2 separate regions of the Sus scrofa genome follow, and region 2 is linked to region 1. A link is a contact called in public Hi-C data. All regions are on one chromosome and are shown on one strand. The core of a region is the stretch at or near the end of the contact, and the rest is flanking DNA. Distances in the headings are between cores, read along the strand shown. Region 1 holds the start of PPP3R1 (calcineurin subunit B type 1). Region 2 overlaps PPP3R1 (calcineurin subunit B type 1).

Region 1 (5,922 bases), core at 1,639-4,138:
GAAAAAAGTAGGCTACCTTTAACATAGCACCTAAAACTAATAACCATCAAAAAAGATTCTTGATACATTCAATTCAATCTACAAAACTTTTTACTTTCCCCTTACTTGAACAAATCAATGAAATTTATAAATTAACACGTAAATTAAGTCTGTTGATAAAAATGCAAATTGCCCATGATATTCAGTAAGAGCTACAAAGATTTTCCAAAAGGAGTCAGTTTTCAGAACCATATACTCAATTAACAAGAAAAATGGATTAGATCACTCTAAAGTCCAATTTGAGTTCATCAATATTCCATATGGCAGAGCTGAGCTAGTTTTGATACTTTCAAACCAGTGCTATATTCAGCAGACCAACATACTGCTAAAAGTTGAGACGCCACTGCCATGACAAATTATGTCCTGAAATGGTATTGAGAGGACAGCAGAAAAAGAGCCAAGAGTGAATCAGAAAATAAATACTAAAAAGGAAACTGGAAAGACAGAGGGAAATACTGACCTGGAAGAAAACAATATCTTACGGTAATTTTAAAATATTTTTGAAAGAAAAGGAAATACTGAGTACCAGGAAGATAAATTTAAGAGCTAACTAAAAGAGGATTTCCCAAATTCAGCCTATTGTTCAAAAAGGGGAGAGAGAAGGGGCTGGGAGGATGCAACACGGCAGGAAAAACCACCTGGAAACCTTATCATTCTGCTATATACTAAATAAACAGCAAGACTAGATCACTGTTCCTCAAAATGTATTGTTTATTAACACAGGTAAAAACATTTCACTGCAACGACAAAGATCGTCAACATCCTGACCTTCAGGTAAAGGAACTTGTATTAAAGCACTAAAGTGCAATTCAAAACTCCAAAAGATTATGACCTCCCCAAATGAAAGTCTGTACTATGAATGGCTCTAATCTAACTTGTTTTCTGCAACACTTTGGAAAAACCTAAGTTTTGACTTTGAAGGCACAATTGTCTCTGAGGTACCTCCCAAGTTGGCAGGGAAAAACTTCTGTATCTCGAAATCACTAAACATTTATTAAGTCTGCTCCTAATGTGGATTTTTAAGTACACCCATCAGTGCGCTTCAATCATCTGCCCTGTGTTTCACATAAAAGCCAGCTTAACTAATTTCACTTTTTTTTCTCCTCACAATCGCACCAAACTGCTCTTAAGCTGCAAGCAACAGAATTTCTCCTTTCGCTCACCCACCACGCTATCCTGACATAAACTCTACACAAGGTGAAACACCATACAGTGAAAGGTACAAGAAATTACTCAACGTCAACGAATCCGTCGTAAAATCTTTGGTCAACTGTGTAAAAAGCTTTAAAAAAAAAAAAAACTAAATTACATGCCCGGCTATCTGACATGTATGAAAAAAGCCCTGCAAACTTTTTCTACTGTGCATGCAATTCTTGATTACAAAGAGGAAACTCCACCGGCTAGCCCGGGCGAGAGAACCGGTAAGGTAACAGGCTAAAAGGGCGTCGTTGATTTCTTGGCTACAGTGACAGAGGCGGGAGACAGACACACCCCTAGCGTCGGGCTGAAACACTACAGCAGTGAATTCTACCTAGGGATTAAAGTGAGCGTAGGGAAAGACAAATTTAAATCGCCATGATTCAAAAACAACCAGCACAGGAGAGACTTTCGAAGGTAACAAAGAAAACGAAAAACCCTGGGCAGTAAGTAAGCATTAATAAAAAACCAAGTCTCCCCGTTTGTAAAAAGCCGAGTTAGACTCTTTTCCTGAATCTACACCTTGGACCTTTCCGGTTCGCCGCTGCAGAGAGAAGAGCAGCAGCGAAAAACAAACAAACCCACCCCGTAAGATTGCAAAAGGCAGTGAAATAAACACTAGCGGGAGAGAGGGAAGTAAGTGGCAGGATTCCTGCCAAGACTCACTGCTTGAAAATAGAGTGAGTGGGAGAAAGAGCAGCTCTGGAGAGAAAGTGGGTCTTATATAAAGAGCCATTTGCCACATATGATTTCCACAGGATTTCGGAATCTCCCCGAACTTGAGAGTGAGTCTGGGGGTGAAGGGGGCTCCACGTGGAGGAGGGTCCCGAGACAAGAAAAGCCGGCCGACCAGAGGACAGCCCCGGGCGGGTGGCCGGGGGAGCGGGGGTCGAGGCCCAGGCGGAATCCCGGGGGCGCCGGGGGAGGGGGTGGAGGGGCGCCCCGCGGAGGCCCGGGGGCGGGCGCGGGAGCCCCGCGGTGCTGTCAATCCGCTGCCCGCCGCCCCCGAGCCGCGAGGGTTCTCACGGGTCTCTCGAATTTTCCACCGGGGGAAGCCGCCCGGGGGTGTCCGAGCTCTCCCCGCCCCCGCCCCTGGAAGCGGCGAGTGGGGAGAGATGGTGCGTGGGGAAACAGAGGGCTCACCATTTTGCTGGGCGGTCGGCGGCTCGCTCGCGCGGAGAAGAGTGTCGGCGTTCAGACGGGCTCCCGCAGGAAGCGGCAGCGGCGGCGGCCCAGCTACGCTCGGCCGGGGTGGCTGCGGCCCGCGGGACGCCCGCGGGGGAGGGGGTGCGGGCTGGGGGAGGGGAGGCGGCGCCGCGGGGACCGCGCCGGCCGGGTGACTGGGCACGAGGGAGCGGGCGGGGAGAAGAGAAATTGAGGTCGAGATTCAGAGACGGAGAGCGCGGGAGGAGAGACGGCGAGAAGGGGGAGAGACAGGCGAGGAGACGGGGGGAGTATGGGCCAGGCGGCTTGGGGGCTGCAGCCTCGCGCTCGCGCCGGAGCCGTGACGGACTCACTGCAGTGGCTTGTGCTGACCCGCAACCTCAAGGCACGAAAAAGGGGGAGGGCGGGAGAGGGAGGGGAAAGCGGAGCGCAGCAGCGCGCGGGGCGAAGGGCGGGGGCGCGCGTGGAGCCGGCGGCGGGGGCGGGGCTTCCGCGAGCGCCGCACATCCGGGAACTCGCGCGCCGGCTCGGCGGCGGCCGCCGCGGCGCTCTGGCGAGCTCTGGTTGGGGAGCGCAGAGCGCGCCGACCACGTTCTTCCCTCCGCCGGCCGCCCCCAGCGTGCGGGGCGGGGGAAGCGCGGGGGCGGGGGCGCGGACGTCGGTGACGTCGCGTGGCGGAGCCCTTCCTGTCATGTGGCTGGAGGCGGGCGCGGAGCACTGGGGGGAGGGGGAAGGGGGGTGAAGGCTGGCCTGGGCGGGGAAGGAGGAAATGCGAGGGGTGCGCGAGCACTAGGCGGAGGGGGACTTGGACTCAGGGGTGGGAGCTTCGAGGGGAAGAGGAACAGTTAGATATGCAGCCTTAAGGTGTCGGAACCACCCAGACTCTGCGCGCGCACACACACAGAAACACACACACAAGGAAAATCCCAGCCCTGGGGCAAGAAGGAATCAATTTGCGCTTGAGGACAGGTATCTTTGCATCACTGTGACGGCTTGGACCCCCTACAGAATGTATGGCACATCTAGGCTGTTGTCACCCGGGTGCAGCAGCCGCAGGCCCACACTCCAGTGTGGGTTGGCAGTCGGGAGCCGGGTTGGAGAGCCAGAGTTGGCTGCAGCTTAAGGCGCAGGAAGTCACTGCACAACCGACTAGAGGGGTTGCCTTCCACTACCGCAAAGCCTTTCTCACCCAGCTCGATATTTTCCTTAAACCCTTCAAGCTACCATTTGACGCGGAACAGCAGTGTTTGTTTTTGAAAAACGTTAGAAGACAGAATGCCCACTTGTCCCTTTAGCGGGGCTGTATCCACTTTGGTGGCAATTACCATTCCCGGAAAATTCAGACTACCAGTAGGAAATGGAGTCCAGAAAAGCATAAGGAGGAAAGTTATGTTCAGAAGGGAGGCGGGAGCTGCCAGGAGAAGCGTGGTATAGATAATGAAGAAAACATTTGTAACAGTTTTAACCTCTTCAGAGCTTGGTAATCATGTGTGTGTGTGTGTGTGTGTGTGTGTGTGTGTGTGTGTGTGTGTGTGTGTGTGCGCGCGCGCGCGCGAGAAATAGCAAGAGATGTTTACTGAGTGGTCAGAAACTCCTTATGGACAAACTATTTTGGGTAATTTTATAAAACCACTGTTTTTAAAGGCAGTCTGTTAAAGCTCCTTATGTGAGAGTTCTGTTTTTCCACGCTAACCTTTTTTCTATATGATAAACACTCATCTTTTCTAATAGCTCAGTGATGTGCCCTAGGTCTCCCTGCAACCCCCCTTTTCTTTAAGAACTACCTTGCTTCCGTGTCAGGATAATTAAGGAAAAGTAACTTAGACTGATAAGCTGTATCAAGGAAAGGCCAAGAATTGACCCTGTTTCTTCCACCTTTTATTCTAAGAGCTATGTTGCTATTTAGATGACAAAATGTATTCCAAAACAGGGAAATCCCTAAGGCAAATTGTCGTTTACATTTTTTTTAGGTGTATTATTTTTTCATTAGCTTTTCATCATAAAATAAGGCAGGCTTGTTTTTTTTTTAAGTACAATATTAAAAAAATTCCTCCTCCTCAACTCCATTTCTCAGAGATAATCACTGTAGCTGCATTTGTGTGTGTGTGTGTCCCTTGGACATATTTAGTGAAAATCAAATTATCATTTTGACTGAGGATTGAATACTAAGAAGGAATTTGAGCTATATGGATGCAGTAGGCTGAGTAACCCGTAATTTTGTCATGGTTTCAGCCAGTTCAGATTATAATTATTCAACAGATATCTGTTGTGAACCTAAATCAGAAATTCAAGAGCAGAGCACTGTGAAAGATTGCTTAACCTCTGTGACTGATAAAAGCAAGAGACACAAGGTCATTCTGCAAGTCTACCAGAGTTCACCACTTATATTCTCCAGGCTTTGTGTACACTGCATAAAATACAGACAGGTAGCAGGTTGCATGTCTGACACTGAAACAAATTAGTCTCTTTTGAATCATTGAGAGAGGTAAATCCAAAATGCATCTTTAATAATTACAAAAGTGAAAAGGCAAAGGATATATCTAATAAGTGGATTATTTTTCCTAGAAAACTTTGCAATCAAAAGGAATATGATGGAGATAAGTTGGCGGAAGAGACACTTATGACAGATATACCAGTAAAAAGAATGGTAACAGCTGAGTTTGAGGTGATGAGACGTACCAATGGCAGAGAAAAGGAGGGGTAAACAGGAAAGACATGTAGAGAAGGAAAAAAAAAGCGCTGATGATGCAATTTAGCAGTTATAGGGAACAAGAAAAGGTAGAAATAAAAGATTTTTAGTTTGTCTGGTGGAAAATACTGACCCATTAAGAGAAATAGAGAAGTCAGGAGAAATCTGATGGCTGAGTGCTGAGGTGAGATTGAATTTGAAGATGCTAGATTTGAATTGGTGAGCTATTTCCCTGGGGACGCACCCAACTAGGAAGAAGCCAGAGGTTCAGGGTAGAAAGGAATAGAGAGTTGGGCCTCAACTTGAAAACAGAGATCAAAATTGAAATCTTCATATATCTCCTTGTTTGGTGATAGGAAAAAGAAAGGACACAGACACAATAATAAAACTGCTAAGTAGAAAAAAAATAAAAGTTTTAAAAAAAAGAATAATGTTTACAGTCACATTTGACCATAGCTACCGTAGGATCCAATGTATCTGCATTTCTCTTTAAGTTAGAAATGTTGGAGCTCCCACCCTGGCTCAGTGGTTAATGAATCCGACTAGGAGCCATGAGGCTGTGGATTCGATCCCTGGCCTTGCTCAGTGGGTTAAGGATCTGGGGTTGTCTTGAGCTGTGGTGTAGGTCACAGACACGGCTTAGATCCCGTGTTGCTGTGGCTCTGGCACAGGCCGGCGGCTACAGCTCAGATTAGACACCTAGCCTGGGAACCTCCATATGCCATGGGAAGTGGCCCTAGAAAAGGCAAAAAGACAAAAAAAAAAAAAAGAAGAAATGTTATCATGTGTAGACCTTCAAGATCATTGTGATATCCCAAATCTGCTTTACTCTT
Region 2 (5,577 bases), core at 211-2,710, 36 kb before region 1:
ATTAAATTTGCTGAGAGCTCAGATAGTAAATATTTTAGGCTTCACGGGCCATATATCTATTGCAACTACTCAACTCTGCCATTGTACACAAAAACCACCAAAGACAGTATGTGAACAAACAGGCATGGCTGTGTTCTAAAAAAAAAAACTTCAGTAACAAAACTACAGATAAGCAGTGTTTAGCAACACAGATCTAGATAGTCATAATTATTTGGTTTGGGTCAATTCTCTCTCTCTCTCTTTTTTTTTTTTTTTTTTTTTTTTTGGTCTTTTTAGGGCTGCACCTACAGCATACAGAAATTCCTGGGCTAGGGGTCGAATCAGAGCTGTAGCCACTGGCCTACATCACAGCCACAGCAACACAGGATCCGAGCTGCATCTGCAACCTACACCATAGCTAACGGCAACACCAAATCCTTAACCCACTGATCAAGGCCAGGGATCAAACCTGAATCATCATGAATACTAGTTGGGTTCTTAACCCCCGGAGCCACAAAGGGAACTCCTGGTTTGGGTCAATTCTAATAACACACTGGATGCAACATTTTATCTTCATGTTTAAAACAAAAATATATACCTACATATGATCATAATAATGGAAAGCCTGGAAAGAAACTGTAAAATAAAATGTAAATAGTAGTTGGAATGGCAGAACAGTGGGTAATTGGTCATAGGGTATGACCATAAAAAAGTTTTAAAAATTGTAGAAGTTACAAAATGCAAAATAAAATGGAGTAAGTGAATTAAGCAACAAGTAATTTAAGCTTAAAGTAACGGCTATAAAGAAAATAAATAAGGTACCACCCATGTTAGTGAGAATATGAAGGGAGTTGAGAGAAAAAGAAAAAAAATCTCCAAAGAGGTGACATATATGCTGAGATCTGAAAGACAGTGAAGTCAGTCAAGAAAAGAGCTGATGAAAGAGCATTTACTCAGGGCTCACAGCAAGCAAAGGCATTGATGAGAATGAAAGAAACTGACTAGTGTTCTGGGAAAAGGAGATAACTAAAACCTAAGTAATGAGGATACACTTTTAGTAGGACAAAAAAGAAGAGAATTCTCATTGCAAAGAGATGAGATGTCTCTAAACAAGGCAGGACCAGCCAGGGACAGCGGAAAGGACAAGGAACATTCAGGATGGTTTGGGAACTCTGGGCCCTCACGATGGTATCTAAATTTACCAAGGGTCCCCATTCCAATTTTCATCATCTCCCTCTTTCCCAATCACTGTACTTCCACACAAGAGACCTTTTGATTTCGAGCTCCCTGGCCCTGTGATCCTTGAATCAAGAATCTCTAAGATTGTCATTTTCTTTCTTTGTATTCTCTAGCATGTCAGAGAATAACCAGTCCACCCACACTTCTTACACTCCCCCTTTTCCTCAGAAAGGTCTTGTGCAATAGCTGCTTAGTCCACCAAAGTGCTGCCTCCAACTAGCCCTTTCTTTTACATAATCACAAATTAAACAAGTTATCTGCTGACCTGAAGCTTTGTTAATCTGAAAAACTTCCTGGGGTAAGCCACTGGCATTTGAGGGTCAATTTGTAACTACAACAGAGGGCAGCAGATACTACTAAAAAAGAGGTCTATAAAAAAATGTTTCCCTATTGTGGTAACTTAAAAACACTAAGTCAAATTTACTGCCCATGTAAAATATTTAAAGGATAACTCTGCTATTCATGGAGTATCTCTACAGATGATTTATGTACAAACATCTAGAGATGTGAAAACAAAAGAAGTTCTCGATAAGAATATTTGACTTACAGTGTGAGCACATTTCCAAAGGATAACTCGCCTCATTTCCCTGGAGGAGAAAAAAAAAATTAGTCACAAAATTGGCACAAGTGTCTTTAAAAGATTCAATTTAAATATCGTCAGTCACAAAACACTGGGAAATAAGCCATAAATGAGTATGTCTAGGTCTGCAAATATTTTTTGATAAGAAAAAATTATACAATATGCTAAAAAGCTTTTGAATCAAAAAGGCCGGAGTTGGGGCTCTGTCATTTAAGATTTATTCAAATGATTAAAATTTAAATATTTTTAATACCCTAAACATACTATATATCAAATTTTAATGCACTAGAGACTGTCAATGCTCTAATTTATCTTGCTGGGCAAACTCATTTTTGGATATAAAGCTTCTCTTGCCATTTCTACTTAACTGAATAGTTTCCTGAGAATGCAAAGTTGTTAAGAAAACAAAAATGTTACCATTTATACCTGCATTGAAACAGAATATTCTATATGCTATGTAACTAAAATAAGAACATAGATGCAATGTAAGATAGCCACTTTGACTCCAGATTTTTCTTTTCTTGAGAAGTCTTATTGATAAACTCCAAGTTAATACAATTTGCCTGGACTGCTAAACTCCCCCCCCCCAAAAAAAATTATTTTAGGGAAAAAATGCTGTAGGAAAGCTACAGACCTGACCCAATGCCTATGTTTAACAACTCTTGATGACTGGATCCAGGGAGGTGGTCAAGTAAGCTGGTTTCCATACCATTTGATTAGTAATGGAACCAGGAGTAGTTCTAAACCTAAAGCTGTACAAATTCCAAGTATAAAAGACTCACAGGACATAAAAATCATGAAGATCTTGTTAAAAGTCTACAGAATTTAAAGTAATATAAATTGAATTTTTAAAATTCAGCAATAAAATTAAGTATACCATGCATCCTATATTCCATCTAATTTTGACCCTGTCTAGCAGTAAATGCACAACAGAATATACAATTAAATATCCGAATATACTTATATATCCTAAGAAGTTATTAAATACAGCCTGAAATATGAAATACCATTTTAGTATGGCTGGATAGCTTTTTTTTTTTTTTTTTTTTTTTTTTGTCTTTTGTCTTTTTTGTTGTTGTTGTTGTTGTTATTGTTGCTATTTCTTGGGCCGCTCCCGCGGCATATGGAGGTTCCCAGGCTAGGAGCTGAATCGGAGCTGTAGCCACCGGCCTACGCCAGAGCCACAACAACGCGGGATCCGAGCCGCGTCTGCAACCTACACCACAGCTCACGGCAACGCCGGATCGTTAACCCACTGAGCAAGGGCAGGGACCGAACCCGCAACCTCATGGTTCCTAGTCGGATTCGTTAACCACTGCGCCACGACGGGAACTCCCTGGATAGCTTTTAAACTCCAAAAAGTATTTCTTATTCTGAGTAAACTTAAAGTCTAAGAAATGGTTATTAGAAATTAGCATCTTCAATTATTATCTTGCTGGCAATAATTAGTCTTTTCCTTGAACATTATACCAGATAATCTTCTAGAACTAGTTAGCCTAATTTTACATCACTTTAAATATCAAATATGTTTTAAAGATAGAAGTATCAAACATTAATAAAATGACATTATTAAAGAACAGAGATTAAGTTGCACTTAGATTACACCTCATTTTATTGACCTTGAGATTACTAACATGATTCCTACCTATTACTGTTTCACAGATTTTTCCTGTCCAAATTTCTAAAATACCCTTTAAAAAAACATCATTCCACTCTACCTTACAACTAAGTATGCTTCTTATGAGGCTCTCAAAAAAGTTTAATGACACCTTAGACTGCCATTGTGAGGTTTTGTTTTGTTTCTAAATAATATTGTAATCGTTTTTCATAAGTGAGGTCAAAAGGGTTATGGGGTGGTTTCAGGGAGTACTTTGAGACACAAGGACCAACCTGGCTAGGGCTTCTCAGTGCTTCTCCAACAATGATGCCTTCTCTCTCTCCTAAACTTACTTCAACCTCAACCTGTCTAATCTTATGCCCAGAAAATATATCTTTTAAATATTAAGGTAAAATTTTTTTCCAGATAACCAAAAACTTAAAAAAAAAAAAAAGGCTCTAATACACATGGCACAATAAGAAATGTCAGAAGAAAATTATTTAGGGAGACTAAAAATGATACTAGATGGAAATCTGGATCTAGAGAAAGGAATGAAGATGACCAGAAATGGTAAATAAATATAAAAGACATATTTCTCATTTTTAAGTGTCTCTGGAATACAAATAACACAAATATAACAATATGCTGTGGGATATATAATGTATAGAAAAAAGTGTATGACAAAAACAGCACAAATGTTACAGAAAAATTTGATATATGTTGTCAAGATCTTAAACCATGAGGGAAAGACCATTATTGGAAAAGTAGAGCATTATGTTGAGGATGCAAATTGTAAACCCTAGAGCAATACCTTCTAATTAAGAAAATAAATAAAATGGAATCATAAAAATACCCAATCCAAAGAAAGGTAGATAAATAGGAAGGAACAAAAGTCAAATCAGAAAAAAATAGGAAGTAACTCATAGCAAAATGGTACATTTAAATCCAAACATTTTAAAAAATATGTTATGTTCATTGTAAGTGGTCTAATAACTAATTAAAAGACAGAACGATATGCTATCTACATACAAGAAGCCTATTTTATAGATAGGTTGAAACTTAAAAGACGGAAAAAGATACATCACACAAATAATAATAATCAAAAGAAAGATTCAGTGGCTAGCAAAACTGGACAATGCAGAATTCAGAACAAAGAATACTGCCAGGGATAAAGAGGACTATTTCATAATTTCGTTTACTTTAAAAATTTTAAATTATAGTTGATTTACAATGTTGTGCCAATTTCTGCTGCAGAGCAAGGTGACTCAGTTATACATATATATGCCCATTCTAAAAATACAAGAGTTTGCATCTACTAACCTCAATACTGCATAATTTTAAAAAGGTCAATTCCTTACAAAGATACAATAATCCTAAATATATTGTGATACATTATAAGAAACATATTTGGTCCTCATCCATTTCTAGCACAAGAGCTCTTTACATCTTAAGTGAAGAAGACTACAAAGATCTCTTTTGTTGTATTAATGAAGTGTCTATGGGAAAGGACCTAAAGGTAGGGGCTGGCTGCCAGGGGAATCAATCATGAGATGAGAAGCTGAAACTTCCAGTTCAACCTCTGGGGAAGAAGAGCCGTTGCGAGTTGAACCATTCACTAATGGCCAATGATTTAATCTGAGCTGAGATTGAGTTCAGCCACCACTTGAGTGATTTAATCAATCACACTTATGTAATGGTGAAGTCTCCAGAAAAAGAAAAAAAAAAAAGGATGGGTTGGAGAATTTCTGGTTGATGAGTAGGGAGAGTGAAGCACCTGGAGAGAGTATGGTAGCTCCACACCCCTTCCCTGTACTTTACCCTGTGAGTGTCTTCCATCTGGCTGTTTCTGAGCTGCTCCTCTTACAATAAGCCAGTGAGCCAGTAAGTGAATTGCTTCTCTGAGTTCTGAGAGTCCACCTAGCAAATTAACCAAACTCAAAGAGTGGGTCGTTGGAACCTCCAGTCTATGACTGCAGCTGGTCAGACCCTCAGGTAACAATCTGGATTTGCAATGGCATCCAAAGGAGGCGGGAAGAGAGGACAGTCTTTTAGGATTTAACCTGTGGAATCTGATGCCATCTCTAGATACACAGTGTTAGAATGGAATTGAATCACAGGACACCCAGCTGGTATCTGAGAATTCTGTGGATGTGCTGGGAAAAAACACATTGTAACTGGATCT

The links. Hi-C and Micro-C count contacts between places; a contact is called where the count stands out from the background.
Region 2: a contact with region 1 is called in a Hi-C map of liver, with 1.7 times the contacts expected there. The contact joins the enhancer-like site here to the promoter of PPP3R1 in region 1. A contact is called at or near these places in 1 of 5 promoter capture datasets (liver), 11 of 47 Hi-C or Micro-C datasets (embryonic fibroblasts, epiblast stem cells, heart right ventricle and 6 more) and 2 of 2 datasets of contacts at active chromatin or transcription factors (alveolar macrophages and skeletal muscle).

The regions. Positions count from the first base shown.
Region 1 is chr3:74,001,586-74,007,507 of Sscrofa11.1, reverse strand. It overlaps PPP3R1 (calcineurin subunit B type 1), which reads right to left and starts at 2,888. Exons shown (of 6, transcript XM_021087426.1): 1 at 2,380-2,888. The coding sequence starts at 2,382.
Region 2 is chr3:74,036,599-74,042,175 of Sscrofa11.1, reverse strand. PPP3R1 (calcineurin subunit B type 1) reads right to left here. Exons shown (of 6, transcript XM_021087426.1): 2 at 1,766-1,805. Among named protein-coding and RNA genes, the nearest start is that of PPP3R1, 35 kb to the right of the region's middle. Within about 2 kb of position 1,460, at least 3 of the 83 cell types and tissues checked have an H3K27ac peak or open chromatin away from gene starts, as enhancers often do. A contact at or near this core is called in liver, where this site is marked.